Linked DNA regions of Urocitellus parryii: region 1 is linked to region 2. A link is a contact called in public Hi-C data. All regions are on one chromosome and are shown on one strand. The core of a region is the stretch at or near the end of the contact, and the rest is flanking DNA. Distances in the headings are between cores, read along the strand shown.

Region 1 (3,090 bases), core at 217-2,716, 170 kb after region 2:
TTTTCTATATACTGATATTATATAAGTTCTGAGGTATATAAAATCAGAATTGTTTTCATTTAACTTTTTAATATTTCTTTTGTTTGGGCAGGTGGAAGGCACCTGAAGAGAACATGAACATGTACCAAGTACCTATTATATGCCAGGCAGTCTTCAAAGTGCCTTCAAGAGTTCTGATTTGACAGAGTTAAAGAATTTGGATTGCTTTTCCAGCAAACGGAAGGAGAAATAAGGCCTCGGTTCTTTCTATTTCTCTGTTCAAGAAAGCTTACTTATCTTTTGCTCTTTCACTAATTGCTTTATTTTATAGCTATCAATTATGACTCAGTTCCTCCGCAGTTATTGTGTGTGTGTGTGTGTGTGTGTGTCTATTAGAAATTTAAATGCTTCCCATGTCAGTTCAGCTAGTGAGAATTCTCCAGTTTTAATGGGAACATAGCAGGCTTTTCAAAAGGCGACTGTTGACTGGAAGGGAGTAAGATCCTCTCCCTTATGGCGTCATTCTTATCAAGACATGGACTAATATTTAGGAGCAAAAAGAGTGGAAAATTAAGGTATCCTGCTGTCACTTTCTCTAAGGAGTAGTCACCGTACAGTACTTGGATTGCTTTTAGAAAACGAGTAAAACTTTCCCTGAGGGAAAAATTGGACAGATTTGAGAAACACAATGGACAAAAATGATGTCTTCCTTGTTACTAGTTGGGAAAGTTGGTAAAAATTAGAATTCTCCTGTTCCTTCTACACAAGCAATACTCAGACTAGCATCTCCCATTTCCGTCACCCCCACTCCCTCCCCAGGTTACCTGTGGAAGCTGATGTTAATGTGCTTGTTGTAGGTAGTTGCACAGCCCGCTGCGGCGCAATTGGTCGGCATTTCCCTTTACCCCTCATTCGGTGCTATCTTAAGCCTGTTCTGAGCTGCTAAGCTTTCTTCCGACAAAGGCTAGACAACTGAGGCAAGCGAAAGGCCCAGCAAGCTTAGTCGCGAAAGCAGGGTGGGAAAATGGGTGTGTATGGAAGGAGGGTTGCAAAGGAGGGTCAACCTTCCCTTTCTCTTTAATAATATGGCGGATTTGCGCCCGCAGAGCCAACCATCCTGGAGCTCTAGGCGCTCTCGTCTGCCTTCACCAATATGGCGGACCCCCCTCCCCGGTTCCCAGAAGGGAGTATCTTTGACAGTGGTCCTCGGAGCAATTGAAAGACAGAGGTGTTTTCCCCTCGGATTACCAAGAAACGTTCTGACATCTACAATAAGCAGGTCCGCCCACCCCGGCAAGCACCCAGTTGTCCCAATTCCTAGCCTGGGGTGGGTGTGAACCGTAGACCCGAAGGGCGAACCCGATGACAGGCGAGAGACTACATATCTCGGCGAGCACTGCGATAGTCGTCAGTATCGCGTGAGCTGGGAACCTCGTTTCCTGCGTGCTGTAGGAAGTGACGTCTCGGACACCGCCACTTCCACTGCCCCCATCTCGCGAGGCGGAAGAGCCCTGATCGCGGAGGAGCAAGGGGGCGCTAGGAGAGGGAACTGGCTTGCGACGGTCCGGCGAGAAAGAGCTGGGGTGCGGGCAAGTTGGGGAGCAGAGCCCGCTAGGTGTCTTGAGTACGGTAAGGCCTCACCTATCGGGTCTGTTAGTAAAGAAAGGAGCCGAGGAGAAAGGCAGTTGTCGGGCGGATCCCGGACGGAGGGCTAAGGTTGTGTGGAAGGTGCTGCTCCCCGGATGGCGACCGCTGATACTTCGGCCCCGGCCTCCAGTGGCCTCTCGCCGAAGGAAGAAGGGGAGCTTGAAGATGGGGAGATCAGCGATGACGATAACAACAGCCAGACACGGAGCCGGAGTAGTAGCAGCAGCAGTGGCGGCGGCCTGTTACCTTATCCGCGGAGAAGGCCTCCTCACCCGGCCCGGGGTGGTGGATCCGGCGGAGGCGGTGGCTCTTCCTCGTCATCGTCCTCTTCTCAGCAGCAGCTGAGGAATTTCTCACGCTCGCGGCACGTCTCTGAACGGGGCCACCTCAGGGGACATAGCAGCTACCGACCCAAAGAACCATTCCGGTCTCATCCGCCCTCGGTGCGGATGCCTTCCAGCTCACTGTCCGAAAGCAGCCCGCGGCCGTCTTTCTGGGAGCGCAGCCACATCGCCTTGGACCGTTTCCGCTTTCGAGGCAGGCCTTACCGGGGTGGTAGTCGCTGGAGTCGGGGGCGAGGCGGGGGTGACCGAGGCGGCAAGCCGGGGGGCAGACCTCCTCTGGGAGGAGGAGCAGGATCCGGATTCAGCAGTAGTCAGAGCTGGCGAGAGCCCTCTCCACCTCGGAAGAGCTGTATCCTTAACGTGGCGATCTGCCCTGGGTGTGTCACTCAAAGTTCCCTTAAGCGTCATTACTAGGTCTATGAGTGTAACTTTTCAGAACCGCTTATTTGTTCTTGTGTCAGTATACTTAAAGTAAGTTGTTCTTTGGTAATTTCCATGTGTCACCCTATAGCAGTGTTTCTTAGATTGCTTTATTGGGTAGATTGCTTTTTAACATTAAATGTGTTATGGATTGAAAGCTATAGAATCAAATACGATCAAATCAGTATTGTAAGAAGCACAAGTTTTCATTAGCATTTTTTTAAAACTAGTACAGTAAGTATTTCAAGTGAATTTGACTTAAGATTGTTGGATGAAAAATAGTAAACAGTTTGGGGAATGCTGTTACTTGAATTGTGTGCACTTTGACATTGGAAATTGTGAAGTCTGATTCGGCATAATCCTATCATTCTGATAATTCCTTTTTTAAAAGCCTTTTTTGAGTTATTCTTTCCCACTGCTACCTTTTAAAGTGGAAAAGAAAAAGGAGGGGGGGGGCTCAGTGTCTTTTCCTGTGTTCACTTTTGGGCATTTTATAACTCGCAGTGCTGTCTAAATGTGGACTACAGAGAAAAATAAACTTTGCCAGCATTTTTATTTTAATATATTAGTTGTGTCGATTATGGAAAGACAGAAGGAAAACAGCAAAATATCTTAAGATTTTATTTCCTCTGAATTTATTTTCAGTGATTTTTAACATTGCAGAGTTAGAATTGATACTAAGAAATTAATCACCTCAAGT
Region 2 (3,294 bases), core at 768-3,267:
ATATTATCTGAAAGAGGAGCACGTTTGGGCATGGAAAAATAGTTTCAGTGGAGTGATGGGAAGGAATGTGAACTTGCAATGGATGAGGATAAATAAAAAGGTGATAAAGCAGAGTTAAGAAGTACAAAAGGGGGGGCAGGCGGGGGAGGGGGGTTGTGGCTCAGTGGTAGAGCACTCTCCTAGCATGCATGAAGCACTGGGTTCAATACTCAGCACCACCTAAAAATAAAAAATAAACATATTGTGCCCACCTAAAACTAAAAAATAAATATTAAAAAAAAAAGTATACAAGACTGGAGCTAGGGCTGTGGCTCAATGGTAAAGCACTCACCTGACCTGAATGAGGCATTGGGTTCAATCCTCAGCACCACATGAAATAAAACAAAGATATGTGTCCACCTAAGACTAAAAAATAAATATTTAAAAATAAGAAGTACAAGATCAATTTTAATAAGTCAGACTGTGAAAGATAATGGCTTCAAGGAAGGAGCGAAAAATTTTTACGTTTCACAATTCTGCTTTTCCAAGGGTTCTTTCAAAATCAAACCAAGCCTGAAACGAGGGTTGGCGGGGTGTAGTTTAAATAGAAAGCATCTCTTCTTGGAAAGAGCTGGATTGGCTCACCCAAATGGAAAATTAAATAAGATAACTTTCTAAGAAAGTTAAGCAGAAGATCAGCATCTATCTTGAATAAAAAAGACAAAAATTGGTAAGAACAAACAATCCAAAAAAGGATGTCCAATCTATTATTTAAAAGAAGCAGTACATGAAAGATGTAATCTATTTCATGTTTTAGTTTTATGTACTCCTAAGTACTCTAATACAAGAAATAATTATTAGCATCACTACCATTCTGCCGATTAAGCATATGAAGAACAGAGCAGTCGTAACTGCCCAATTTCCCAAGGTCACACTTCTGTTGAACAGCAGAAAGAAGATCATATTTGTTATTCTGCCACCTAGTCTACTCCATAGATCAAACCACAAAGGTATCAAATAATTCAAAATGGAAAGGAATGCAGCAGGGAGAGTATGAGTGAAACTCAAGGAACAGAGGAAGCTCTCTAAAAGGAGTAAACAGCCCTTAGTGTTCTATGAGTCATTACTAATCAGCCCCAGCTGTTTAGGATATACCCAAACTCTGGGAAATGCTGCTAGTTGCATGTCATAAAACTGACAGCCCTAAACATGCATAAACTGTGCCCTTGGAACTTGAACTGGCAATACACAACGAAATCTCTTCCACACCTAGTTCCTACCGAACTAGGAGGATGTCACTGCCTACACTCTGTGAAACAGCACGACAGATACCCCCATGGAATCACTCCGGAGACATCTAGGAAATAAATGATTCAACAAATTCCTTTACAGACAAGCATGGGATGGTGCAAATTTCCAGTTCTCTCTACGGAAACATATCTTGCTGCTGACAACCATCACAAAAATCGGTAATTTGTAAAATGGACCCAACAGGCTCTCTTCTACTAAGTGCACAGCTGCAAAGCATCTACTCAAGTCCTCCCGAAGGTAGCATAGAAGCCTTCACCAGAGGGAAGCAAATAAAGACACCTGCAGGTCTGGTTACCGTCTCAAAGAGAGAAAAGACGTTGGAGTCAAGAGTAGACAGAACTAGAGTCAGGAAGCCCCTCCCCCGCACTAGAGAGCCACCTGTCCCTAAATAAAAATAATACAAACGAAAACCACCTGGCTCTGGTGCAAAGCAGAGCATAGAGAGCCAAGGCCTAGGTGGCTCTTACTCCCTGGCTGAACCGGCATTCGGGGGAAACAGCTGACGAAACCCAGTCCTCCTCTTCTACATCCGCCACGGGCTGTTCCCGACGCAGATAAGCCCTCATTTCCCCTCCCCTGCCGGGACCCAGCCACCAAAAGCACCCGTGTCTCGGAGAAAACCGGGAGTGTTCCCTGGGGCCGTTACTCACCTTCCCGCTCACAACACCCGCCGCCGCCATGTTTCCTGCGCGTGCCTGGTGATGACGTCGCCGTACCTCACGTGTCTCTCGAATTCACAACAACATCCGGCAAAACTAAAAGGACGTCCGGGCGGGAAAGGGGCGGGGAGTGGCGGGAATCGTGCGAGGGGAGGGGCGAGAGGAGCCTCCTGACGCATGCGCGCTGAGGAAGCCGGATTCTGGTGCAACAGTTCACCTGTGCCAGCTTTTTTTTCCTGCGGCGCCTCTTAAATGAGCTGTAGTTTGTATTGGGGGTTAACCTAGAGGCGAGACTTCGCACCTACAGCGGTTAGAAGGGCGGGCCTCTTATCTTTGGTGTGATAAAAAGAACATCACATTTGGAGCCAGCAATCATGGTCCAGGCTTTGTGGCCATAGCAAGTCTTCAACACACTCTAAACCTTAGTAAAATCAGCATAGCGTTGCTGTGAGCTATCCGGGAAGATAAAGAACCGCCAGCTCTCTGACTGAGATGCACTCACAAGAGACTTTAACCCCTCTGAATTCAAGGTTTCTGAATTTGAGTCTGGTTACTGCCACTCACACATAACTTTGAGCAAGGTATTTCTGTAGGAACTGAGTATACCAAGCCCTCCTGGGTCCAGAGTTAAGGCCCATAATTTAGAGTCACTGCTTCAGTTGCTTAACAGCTGTGTGACTTGAAGTAATTTTCTAAATGCATCCCCGCTTCAGAATACAAAGTGGGAATTATGCATGGAGTGATTGTAGTGAATCTCTTAAGACAATGCACGTATGGTAACAGGTTTGTAAGGATATTAAAATAATTTATTCTCAGTCCTGTAAAAGAACGCAGAGAATGATTAATCGCTACTCTTTGATAGCTCTGGTACAGGATCTGGGGCTTCTCCAGGCCCAGAACAGAATAAAAAGTCCCTGTGCACCAAAAACACCTGCCCCGACCCTGTTGAAGTGATTCTCTGTTCACCCAGTGGAGAGAGAAGTTAAAGGCTTTTAAAGTAAATGGGAATCCAAGGGAATAGCAGAAAAGATGGGTCGCAGGGTCTGTGACTATTAGGAACCTAGTCACCGAGGGAGGTGGCACAATCCAAGATAGAAGTGAATGTGTAGCACCACTAGGAAGGCTGAACTCTAGGTCTCAGAGATTCCAATCAAGGCCAGGACCCCCAGGCCCAAGCCAGGCATGGAATCAGGAAAGAGACTCACCTGCAAGAAAAGGGGTGTGGTTAGAGAAAAATATACCCTGTGTTTGGAGAAAAGTTGATGCTTTTAGCACAGTGTCAGAAATAGAAGCTCAATAAATGGTAGCTGTATATAAGAAGCTTGGGAACTGAAGGCTTCTTATT

Evidence for each region. A called contact is a pair of places that touch in the nucleus more often than the background predicts.
Region 1: a Hi-C map of muscle shows a contact between it and region 2, with 4 times the contacts expected there. The contact joins the promoter of Zfc3h1 here to the promoter of Tbc1d15 in region 2. A contact is called at or near these places in 2 of 2 Hi-C or Micro-C datasets (liver and muscle).

Annotation. Positions count from the first base shown.
Region 1 is chr5:45,475,029-45,478,118 of mUroPar1.hap1, forward strand. Zfc3h1 (zinc finger C3H1-type containing) reads left to right here and starts at 1,467. Exons shown (of 34, transcript XM_077798447.1): 1 at 1,467-2,319. The coding sequence starts at 1,722. It overlaps Thap2 (THAP domain containing 2), which reads right to left and starts at 1,395. Exons shown (of 3, transcript XM_026386601.2): 1 at 804-1,395. The coding sequence starts at 874.
Region 2 is chr5:45,307,943-45,311,236 of mUroPar1.hap1, forward strand. It overlaps Tbc1d15 (TBC1 domain family member 15), which reads right to left and starts at 2,018. Exons shown (of 18, transcript XM_026386674.2): 1 at 1,941-2,018. The coding sequence starts at 1,970.